2 separate regions of the Mus musculus genome follow, and region 2 is linked to region 1. The links are chromatin contacts, called in public promoter capture Hi-C maps. All regions are on one chromosome and are shown on one strand. The core of a region is the stretch at or near the end of the contact, and the rest is flanking DNA. Distances in the headings are between cores, read along the strand shown. Region 1 holds the start of Hepacam2 (HEPACAM family member 2). Region 2 has its middle 7.9 kb from the start of Gm34470.

Region 1 (5,861 bases), core at 3,047-5,546:
CCCTGATTGGCTTTGTCTAAACGAAATGTTTGTAGGAAGACACTTCTTTCAAGGAGTCGAGGTCGGATCTAGGAGGCTCAGTTGAGATTTCCAGTGTACTACTTAGCTGCCCAACACCCCTGAGCCCCGCCACCCACTATAACTTAAGCCTACGCCCGCCGCCACCAAGGAACTGGGCGTCTCGGCGCCTCTCACAGCCGGGAGCGGGAAGCTCTTTAGTTCAGAAAACAGAACTCACCTGCCGGGTCATGAGAGATTTGATTTTTTGCATGTCGAAGTCGAGAGACAATTACCCTGCCTCGGAGAAGTAACAAATCACATAATCCCACCAGACAGCCGGCTACAACACAGGGAAGCCATAGTGAGTCGTCACGTGGAGCTGCCCGCCTGGGTCAGCCTTCCTTTCCCCGAGCATGACGGGAAATGTAGTTTTCCGGCTGCAATCAAAGGAGGAGGCCAACTTCAGTACTACATTTCCCAAGAAGCAGTCGCTTCAATGAACTGGGACTCCTTCTGTTCCAGAGCCACTACCTGGACTTGGAAGAGCGTTGGGCGAGGCGAATACCTATGACTTAGGTAGTCTGGCCACTGAACTAAACAACTCTGAAGCGTCTGTAGATAGTCCACTTTGACAAGATGCCCTCTAGGAGTGCAAGAGAAAGCACACCTGGGCTAGAGAGGCGAGGAAAGAGACTGATTGACCTCCATAAAGAGCACTTGGAAAGGTGACTTAAGACAAGGAATTTCCCAGTGGCTCTGGGTGTGCCCTGAGGAAAGTGGGAGGCAGGACCCCTAAGATACTGATGGCCAGCCGTAGGTTCTTCTTCATTCTTGGCATTTCCTGAAAACGCTCTAGAAAAATCAAAGGATTTCGTCTACCCCACCTATCATTTTTCTACCTGCTTTAGCAAAGGCAAGTCGAGGCAGATGTCAGTAAGTATGAGGGCACTTGTCACTTTAAAGCCCTGATCTTGTTATTAGTAGTATAAAGGAGAAAGTAACGGGGTAACTTTGCTGTGGGGGGCAGCAAACCCAGAGCTAATAACAATAGGTAACAATGAAAACTTACGAATTGGGAGAAATTTTGTTAATGGCTTCATGTGTATGACCTTATGCATTTATCTACATGAGCATCTTTTCCTTGTTTTGTTTTGTTTTTGTACTACAATTTTTCATACAATATGTTCTGATCAGGTCTCCCCTCCCCCAACTCATCCTAGATCTGCCCCTACCGCCACACTTGCTTCCACGCACCTTCTTTCTTTCTCCCTCTAGAAAACAAAACATGCAAACAAACAAACAAAAAGATTGAAAAGGAAAGAAAGAAAAACACAAGAAACACACCCGCAAGCTCGTATGCATGAACATCTTCTGGAGTTACCATCATCTTCATGTTAAAAAATGGTGAAACAGGCATGGAGAAGTTAAGATACTTACCTAAGATTGTTAGACGTATAAACTGATGACTTAAATGCTTAAAGGTTCCCGGTATTATGCTGAGGAGTGACTCCTAAATCAGGACACCAGTGCCTTTTAACTACATTAGTTTAACGTATTATAAAAACTAATAACTAATGTTTTTATTATAAAAGCAAAGCATAAACTTGACTGTATGGAGGGTTGGACACTAGCTCAGAAATCGCCTATGCAGTTGCCTCCTCTAGTGGCTGGCTTTTCCTGCAGATGCACTTCTCTTTGGGAGCAATGTAATTACAAAGTTAGTTCACCTTAGATACAACCATTCATGTAATCTTGAGGATTTCCCCCAATTGATTCTCCTAGTGTAAATAATTCTACAGATATGAAGGGGTCTGTATTAAAGATTACAGCTGCTTGAAATGCTTGTAGTAGATGCTTGCTCACTGTGTACAACAAAACCAGCCCAATAATGTAAATGAACAGTAAACCATGTGTGATTGGCAAGACCAGAAAGCAGTCCTGCCCTCATCACCCACACACTTTCAGTGACTCCTTATATTAATGTAATCGTTATGCACAGAAATGGTTTTAGTGCATTCATTTTAATGCAAATATAACTAAGGTGAGTAAACAGTCGAGGATATGGGACCTTTTTTTTTTTATTACAGAAGCAGATGGTAGATTATCAACTGTGCTATGAAATACTGTGTTAAGACAACCCAACCCCACCTCCCAACCCCAGAGGAGATCTCATTATATAGCTCAGGCTGGCTTCAAGCTCAGAGATCTCCCTGCCACTGCCTCCAAGTGATGCCATATTTCTGGGAGAATTTTCCTTTTCTTAGAAAACTCTTTGGAACTATTTTAGGAATTCTGTCATTTTGGGAGCTCTTGAAGTTAAATTTGCCTGTATGATTTCAATGTTCAACTCCTGATTCACCAGTACTGTCACAAACAGTTATATTTACCAGCAAACCACTAGAGGGCGCATGGTTAATGTGAACAGTTCTTGTACAAACCACACATATAATGCAAAAATTTGAATGTATATAATAACAGGGAAAAGAGCACAAAAATGGATCGTTCTTGTATCTAAGTCCTTATTAAAATACCTACTATTTCTTTCTGTCACAAAAGTTGGCATTTTAATATAAAATGTGGAAAATACTGGAATATTCGTAAGTCCTTTAAATGCTATATATTTGATACTAGGGGCACCCCTCCATACTGTCTTCGTTTCCCACATCTTACCAAGGATCCTGGAACTCTCATAATAAGCCATTTTTAGTTTAAGGACAATATGAAGAATGATCTTATTTGATCAATATGAAGAATGATCTAAATGGAGTGAAGGAGCTTGTGGGGTATCTATTTAAATCCTATGGGTTTTTTTTTTTCCAATTGGATGTTGTGCAGTCTGTTATGAAAATTTGTGTGAAATTCTTAAGGAATGGCTAAGGAGCAGACAACATAGACTAAAGAGCACAGGGGTTTATTTCTGGGGAAACATGTTAAGAAAAATGAGAATTATGCTTGGATGTCAATGACTAAGATTGTTCGCTGTAGTCAAGGATCTGAGAAGGAAAGTATATATCTAAGTAAATACATTGAAGTGAATATGTATGTGTGCAGAATTTAGAGGGTGTGGAGAAACTTGTAGTCATTGCCTGGGCTTGAGGATGCCCTTGACATATTTCTGAGGTGTGAAGCATTATAAAGCAACTGAACTGTATAAAGAACTCAGGTTTCCCAACAGTAGTGTCTTTGCCTTTAGACACATCTTCAACAAGTTGGGAACATTGACATCAAGAGTATTTCCAAAGTTGTTCTCCAGAATAACAATTGTTCTTTTTTTAATTTTTAAATAATATTTGAATAACAGTCTTCTTTGAAGCAGTTAAAATGAAAAACCATGCCTTCCTTCACTCCCACACTCTAATCACTGAATTTCTTCAGTGAGACTATCCTGTTAAAAATTACTTATATTGAGAATTCTACTAGCTTCAGGTCAAATGTTTCTAGATATGTTCCATTCCATGCAGAAAGTGTGGACCAAAGCCTTCTTACAAACAATAGCTCTCTTGGAACTTACTGAATTAAGCAAAGTTCTCAGCCCACCTACTTCATGGCACTGAAAAGAGCTAGAAGATGCAGCCAGAACACACAAGCAAGATTTTAATGGTTACTAGTTCACTTCCTCTAAGCTTGAGCTGAGAAAATATGACCCCAAGTACTATCTGTTGCTGTGTGCTACACACTGTCATTATGTAAAATGTATGCCTCAGCTCCACTTGCAAACGACATGTGATTTATTTTTTTTAAGAAAGTGAGATGAATACACAGATCCAATAAAACCATCACAGCCATTTGTAATAGAAAATAAAACACAAAAAATCTCTAATACTCTGTTTTGGTTCTTTGGTACAGTCTTTACATGATAATTCACATGATAATTTTGTGAAGAAAAATGGCTACTTAGGAAATTCATAAAGTACTTCAATTTTCATAGAAAGTATTTTTTTCAAATTTCAAAATAATGGCATAATTTTTCATGATAAGAAAGTAGATCTGGGTTTTATTTATCACGAGGCCACGCAAAGAGAGTATCTTCCTCCTTCTTATTGTGAATAACTCAGTATAATTTATAAAGCAATACTGAAAAATTACTGAGAATCACCAAGAAACTATTTGAAAGCCACAGCCCTGTGTTCTCGCAGAACATATAACAGGTGTTCCTACTGCCTGTGTCCTTTGTATACACATTCATTCTGTATTCAAATCACAGAAGCAAGAGGCAGGCTAGGGTCTGTTACCTCACTGCTAATTTCCCTAGCAAATAAACCAGCAGCTGCTGGTCCATGAACCAACTTGCCACTGAGAACAGGGCGCCGCATGCATGGGACAGGATGCTTTTATGGAGCTTCTCAGAAGCATGGTTGGGCTCTCTCTTTGCAAAATACACCTTCTTCTTATAGGTAAGGGCCTGCGCGAGCTGGCTTTTAGGTATTTGGGGTTTGAGTTTTGGGGTTTTGTTGGCTTTCTTTGTGGATTTTTTTTTTTTTTTGTAGGCATAAGGTAAATATTTGCTTAGGGCTGTAGATTTTCTCAGATAATTGAAGGACAGGTCAAAACCTTTTAACAATAACACACTGTTCCAGCAAAGAAACAGGAACATGTAAGAGAAATGAGCTTCAAGAAATGATTGCCTTTGTTCCCTTGGAGCAACAGCTACTGTCAACGGGACTCGCTAAGAAAGTTAAGGCAGCATAAAAAGCTGCGGAGTCTCTTCTCCCAGGGCTTACCGATAGGCTCAATAATCTCTAATGGTTAATGTTTTAATTGGCAAACATTCTAATAGTGCATTAAATTAATTCAAAACAATTCATGGTAGTGGTTTTCTTTTAATTAAAGGTATTGCTTAAATTAAAAATAGCATGCAAACTGTTGGTTCTTCTTTAACATAAATATGGAAAATGTGAAGTTTAGCTAAAATTGCATATGAGAGAAATGTGTTTAAAAGGATCAGTGCTCAAAAATGCCTTTAGCTTTTCTCTTTGTCAGTGACTAGTCCTATTTTCTTTTTTTACTAGATCTTAATATTTTTATCTCTCTCTCTTTTGACATAGAGTTTGCCTCCCTATATCATGACGCACTGTTATCCATCAGTATTTTTTTCATCAAGAGTTTCCATCCCTCCTATTGTAGATCTTAAGCGTCAAGTTAGTTTCTTTTTTTGTTTACATTTATCTGATAGAAGTCTAAAAGGAGTTTTATTCATTAAAGAATAACAGATATATAAAGAATAACAGATATATAAAAACAATTTGAGCTTTGGATTTTAGGAGGTATTTAAAGTTTTATTTTCTCTAATGTATTTTGTTACTTTTCATTCTAATTATTATCTACATTTGTATGTGATGCATATAAATCTCACTGACATAAAAATGCTACCTGTAAATTTTTAATCTGTCTGTTCCCCTTAACTGTGGTCATCTCAGGGACTATATTGTCATACTATCAAATTTAAACCTGTAATATATTGTATGTTACCATAATTTAACATCATTCTTAGCTATTATGTGATCCTGGGATTCTTTCTCTCTCTCTCTCTCTCTCTCTCTCTCTCTGTTTGTGTGTATGTGTGTGTGTGTGTGTGTGTGTGTGTGTCTCATTTTTAAATAGAGGGACTGATAGGTTTTCACAGATAATGTTTTTGTAATTGGCCTTAAGAAGAATTCAGGAATGAATTCAGTTGAGAAATTTGACTAAAATAAAATTAATTAAAATGTAATGGTGATTTTTTCCCAACTTCAAAATAAAGTTGTTATTATAGAGAAAGACCTCCCTCCTTACTGAAATTCACTTTCTCTGGAAGTGACAAGTCACAAAGGTCACAAGTAATATGAAAGTCCTTTTGCTTTTAAAATACTGAATTTTCTTTG
Region 2 (5,935 bases), core at 3,245-5,744, 2.1 Mb before region 1:
CTCCCAAGAGGTGCCCTGTCTCTACAACTCTTAGCTCCGCCTCCCTTTCCCGGTCCAATGGTCCAATCACAGGCCTCCTGCTGCCCTAATTGGACAGGGAAAATCCTGCAACATGCATTGTTTATAATTTTTATTACTTGCTATTCTGAGCTGGCAGGTTGCTTGGAGGGTTTTAAACACAGCCAGTTAAAATCTGTTAGTAAAAGCTTATGGTGGCACATGCCTTTAATCTCAGCACTTGTAAAGCAGAGGTGGGCGGATTTCTAATTTCCAGGACAGCCAGGGTTATACAGAGAATCAAAAAAAAAAAAAAAAAAAAAAAAAAAAAAAACAAACCAAACCAAACCAAGAAAAAAAAAAAAAAAAAAAGCTTATGGAGGTAAGGTAGTATAAAAATTTTTCATGAATCTCTTGTGTGTATTGTTTAAGAAATATCTCATCTCCTAGTCCCCTAGCTGAGCTGCCTTTGTAATTACTTCTAGTGGGATTCAACACAAATTCATACTTAAGAAACATTCAACGTAGTTGGGAGAAAAATAGTCATTTTTCAAGAATCCAGTGTGATATCAAATTTCAAATGCTTGACAGAGGAAATGGTTTTACAAGAGGGTAGAGAAATTTCCTCAAAAAATACCAGAAAAATGCGTATCTCAAGACTCTTTGACAGAACAACTAGAACGGACAAAGACCCTGCAGACAGATTCCGAAAAGGCGAGAGGCTCACACAGCACTGGGAAGAAGAGATCAGCAACGGTCCAAAGGTTACAAAGACAAGAAAATGCTGTTTTAAACAACTTTATGTCAGACGCACTGAAGCCTGGGGCAAACGAATACATTTCTAGAAAAAAAAATTGTGGCTCACCAAAATTAATTTAGGAAAAACTAGGAAATATAATCAGTATAGGGCAAAAATGCATAACCATCACAAACTGAACAAGAAGATTAAAATAACCGCATAGTTTTGTTTTTAATTAAATAATATGGCCTATTTGCTGTTGGTTAACAATTTCCTTCCCTTCCCTTCTTTTCTTTCTCTCTCTCATTTTTTTTCTTTTTCTCTTTTTCAAGACAGGGGTTCTCTCTGTAGCCCTGGCTGTCCTGGAAGTTGCTCTGTAGATCAGGCTGGTCTCACCTCAAACTCAGAGATCTGCCTGCCTCTGCCTACGTATGTGTTACCACTGCCATATTTACACTGATATTATTTGTGGGGGAGGGGAAAATATTGAGAAAACAATAAAGGAAAAATTAATTGAGACATTAAAGAAAAACATAGTTATAATCTCACAAAACTCAGATTAGAGAACAGTATGATATCTTTAGGTGGCTTTAAACACTAGCAGAACTTTGATATAACATCCAACAAATATGATTAATCTTGCTCATGCATATATACAAAAAGTGGAGACAATAATAATACAATGTAGAAACATTTACATTAGCACAGTGTGACATTGGACTTTTATATAAGAAATCAATTAATGTGTGTTTTCTTATCACTAAATGAAATGAGACTGTGATGTAATCATCTTTACTGACAAAAACCAATTGATAGAAATTCTACATCCTTAATTTGACAAAGTACCAACAAACAACATGTGCACCAAACTTAATGGTTGGACGAGCACCATGACCTCTATTAGAACTTCTTGATAAAACTATACTGGCACTCTTAGCATTGAGAATATTAACTACTGGGACTGGAGAGATGGCTCAGTGGTTAAGAGTGCAGACTGTTCTTCCAGAGGTCCTGAGTTCAATTCCCAGCAACCACATGGTAGCTCACAGCCATCTGTAATGGGATCTGATGCCCTCTTCTGGTGTGTCTGAAGACAGCTACAGTATTCACATACTTGAAATAAAATAAATCTTTTTAAAGAAATAAAGAATATTAACTATTAAGGCATTAAAAGGTAGAAAGAAGTTGCAATGGAATAAAGAACATTAATGCTGTATGGATATAATCTCTGTATAGCAGTCCAAAAGAAACATAAATAAATATTTTTCATATCAAGAAATGGGTTTCATAATGGTGTATTTCTATTTCTGTCATTTTACTTGCCATGATTTCAACATACAAACTTCAGTATGAAGAATTAATTTCGGGCTGGTGAGATGGCTCAGTGGGTAAGAGCACCCGACTGCTCTTCTGAAGGTCAGGAGTTCAAATCCCAGCAACCACATGGTGGCTCACAACCATCCGTAATGAAATCTGACTCCCTCTTCTGGAGTGTCTGAGGACAGCTACAGTGTACTTAAATATAATAAATAAATCTTTAAAAAAAAAAAAAAAAAAGAATTAATTTCAACAAACAGAAACGCTAGTATTTTCTCAGTTAGTTTGTTTGTTTGCGTTTTGTTTTGAGATATAACTTCATTTGGTAGCCTAGGCTGACCTAGAACTTACTATGCAGCACAGACTGGCCACAAATGCATGGCAGTCCTCCTCCCTCCGCCTGCCTGAGTTCTGGGATTACAGAGATTCTAGGCATGAGCCAGGATACCGAACGCAGAAATTTAAATGTAAACTACCTTTATGATAACATCAAAATCCTAACATGTTTGGAAAAATAAAAATTTCAAGAACTGTATGATGGAAAGTATAAAACCTTATCGAAAGACAAAATGTAAACCAACAAAGATTTAGAGAGCTTGATATATGTGCACACAGCTTAGAGAGTGTGGTACCACAGGGGGAAAAAAATCAAGCCTTTTAAAACTGATTGGGAATTAGAAATATCTTATCAACATGCCAATAGGAGCTTTGCGGCACTTGACAAGCTGACTTACAAATTCAAATAGAAAAGCAAAAGGTCTACGTGAAGGAGAGTGTGTCCTTGGCCCATGCACTCCCCCAGAGAGCCTTATCACCAAGGTAAAGTCCTTTAAGTGAACACTCAACTGACTCAGCTAGAGAGTCCTGAAATTGGCCTACTCTGATGAAGAAGACCTTGGGGACAGATTGAAATGTATAGCAGTTCATTTTGAAAGGAAGAACTTATCAATTAATTATCCAGGCCCAACTGGGAATCCACAGGTAAGAAACTAAGATGATATCCCTATCAAACATTTTAATTCAATCCAAGATTCAGTAAATGAAAGTCTTAGATGAGAAATGGCAAAACTAGATAGGAAAACAGCTTTTCTCCATACAATGGAAAGATATCTTAACAACCACAAAAACCCAGACTGAAATCGAAATTATATCATTTTAATTAAAATGTACATGTAATCAATGTGCAAAATGGAGAAAAGTTCCTCTTAATATATATAAAACTCACGAAAACTTAGCACCAACATGTGGTTAGGGAAAGGAAAGGGAACCTCCAGTGAATAAATGCAAAAGAAAGGAAAACAACGCCTCGCCAAGGGAAACATCTCCGACGAGAGTTCTACACACGAGTAATTGCAAAGGAGATGAATGCATGAAATGATGCTTAACTTTATTAGAAGTTATGAAGGGTAAATTTGGAACCAAATGAGATGGTATCACACATACTCAATACCTGTGAAATTAAAGTCTGTCAATTTATACTCTGGTAAGGTTGTGGTAAAAGGAGAGAGTTTATTACAATTCAGAGGAGTCTCAATAATGGCCACAGCCACTTTAAAGCATTTCTTATTTTCTAATCAAATTGAAAATTTGAAAATCTTATAACAGAGGGATTCTACTCTAGGACATAGATGCATAAAGGCATCAAAATAAATGCTCAAGAATGTAAACAGCTGCATTGTTTATCTCAGTGAGGTCTAAGCAACCAATCAACATAAAACAAAAGTGAGGTGTATGTTGTTACAATGGAGTACTGCATACTGATGAAATGTAATGGGTTTCAGCCACACACAAAGGGAAACTGAGTTTTAATACTATAAGATTAAAACCACAGGCAGTACTATTCCTTTTATCTAAAGTCCAAGTATTTAAAGATTTAAAGAAATGGTAGATTGCAAGTAAAATATAATGAACATCAAAAGGGATAAGAGAACAACACAAAGAGGCTTTGAAGTTTTACCCACATTGTTTCTGGCCAGGTATCCAGGTAAACGGTATCTTTTTTTTTTTACACAGTCCTCGAGAAAACTTTCATATTTAATGATCGTAACTAGACAATTTCTTTTTTTATTAGGTATTTTCCTTATTTACATTTCAAATGCTATCCCGAAAGTTCCCTATACCCTCCACCCTCCCTGCTTCCCTACCCACCCATTCCCACTTCTTGGCTCTTGCATTCCCCTGTACTGGGGCATATAAAGTTTTCAAGACAAAGGGGCCTCTAATTTCTTTAAAATTGTTTGAACCTCAACAGGAAGTCTCCCCAGGCTCTGTGGTTCAAGTAAAGAGACCAGGGCATTGTAGCAAAATCCCAAATGTAAAGATGACGTGCTAAACCTTTGTTATCCTGTCGCAGCAAGTCACCCCACTTAAATTCTCTTGTTCTGGTTCTCACTCTGCTAACCCACCTCCTAATTATATGTTTAACATCCCACATAGATTTATCCAAGGGGAAAGAGGGTGCCAATCAGCACACATGAGTCACTGGAAGAATGAGAGCTCCATCCCTCACTGTAATTTAAAGTTGACATTTTGGCTGATACTTCAAATTCTCTAAACATCCTTAGGGACAATTGAAACCTGCTGTAAGAGAAGATGGAGAGATGAATCATTCCATGGACAAAAATTCTGTAAACATCCTTAGGGACAATTGAAACCTGCTATAAGAGAAGATGGAGAAATGAATCATTCCATGGACAAGTGGAGGGGGCAGCTGAAGAGGCTGAACAACAGAAGGGAAGAAAAGTGTCCAAACCCACGATTCAGCATTCAGCTGCAGTACCAAGGGATCTTGTTATCAGGCACTTCAGGGGATGCAAGTGGACGCTTGAGTGTTTACCAAGAAAGTGTGTGGTTTTTGAAGCACAGTAAGTGAAACTTCAGAACAAAGTACCAACAGAAGAAAGTTTTCTGAGTCAGTCTTGACTCACATATTATTTTGGTCACCCAGAGTCTGTAGATGAAGATGAAAATACTGACGACAATTCAAGATAATGTACCCAACCTGTTCTGAAGCAAAGGCAGTTTAGCAAAATGGATGAGCTTGGGTTTTCATGCCTGACGTCAGTCAGATTCTGTCTCCTCCATCTTCTAGTCAGGGGAAGAATCCGAAACTTGTTTTCCTTATTTACAAAACAGGGAAGAAAACGTACCCAGAGATAGGATGGAATGCACAGATTATAGATATAATATTGATACTAAGAGGTATTCAACAAATGTTGAGATGATATTGTTCCTAGAGACTGATTAGCAATTTAACAGTCAAGATGAGAGATCAATAGCTCAAGGGCATTCTGGGGACTAGGAGAAGGTGTAGTAGCCACAGCGATAAGCCATAAATATAAACAGATACCAGTGGTTAAGAAGACGGCTTGCAGGCCATACATAGCACAGTTGGCTTCAGTGAAGTAGACAGGAACAAGGAGGAGAGCAAAGTGGTCTTGTTATGGTTCTTAGTGACTCAGATATGGGGACTTCCATATAAGAACAGGTTCCTACTTATTGGAAAATAGGATGAAGCCAGGTTGTCAGTCAGGCCAAGAAGTTAACAAATGGACAGTCGAGATAAGGCCTATTGACCCAGATACAGTTGACAGGCAGGTGACATGAGCACTGGCTTCTCCTAGAGTTGTAGTATAAGCCAAATACTAATCACATGTTCCAAGCAAGAGCCATCTAAGTCATCTGAGTCAGAGACCGTATCTTGATTACTGATCTGCAACCCAGGTTCCCTGGGACTTTCTGGCTGTCAGGTGGTCACACGCAATGTCACCTTTGTTCTCCTCCATATTCTCACCTGGGTGGAAGAAGCATTGTCTTCTGGAGCTCTGAACATCTGGTACTCTGAACATCTGGATCTCTGAACTAAGCAGAGGTACAAACCTG

What was found. Promoter capture Hi-C pulls out the DNA fragments that hold promoters and counts their contacts.
Region 2: a contact with region 1 is called in a promoter capture Hi-C map of the 3T3-L1 cell line, with 3 times the contacts expected there. The contact joins the enhancer-like site here to the promoter of Hepacam2 in region 1. A contact is called at or near these places in 7 of 39 promoter capture datasets (the 3T3-L1 cell line, cranial neural crest, liver and 3 more).

What each region holds. Positions count from the first base shown.
Region 1 is chr6:3,492,933-3,498,793 of GRCm38.p6, reverse strand. Hepacam2 (HEPACAM family member 2) reads left to right here and starts at 4,296. Exons shown (of 10, transcript NM_178899.5): 1 at 4,296-4,394. The coding sequence starts at 4,316. It overlaps Vps50 (VPS50 EARP/GARPII complex subunit), which reads right to left and starts at 401. Exons shown (of 28, transcript NM_024260.5): 1 at 239-401. The coding sequence starts at 271.
Region 2 is chr6:5,552,795-5,558,729 of GRCm38.p6, reverse strand. No RefSeq gene overlaps it. Among named protein-coding and RNA genes, the nearest start is that of Gm34470, 7.9 kb to the left of the region's middle. Within about 2 kb of position 4,494, at least 20 of the 459 cell types and tissues checked have an H3K27ac peak or open chromatin away from gene starts, as enhancers often do.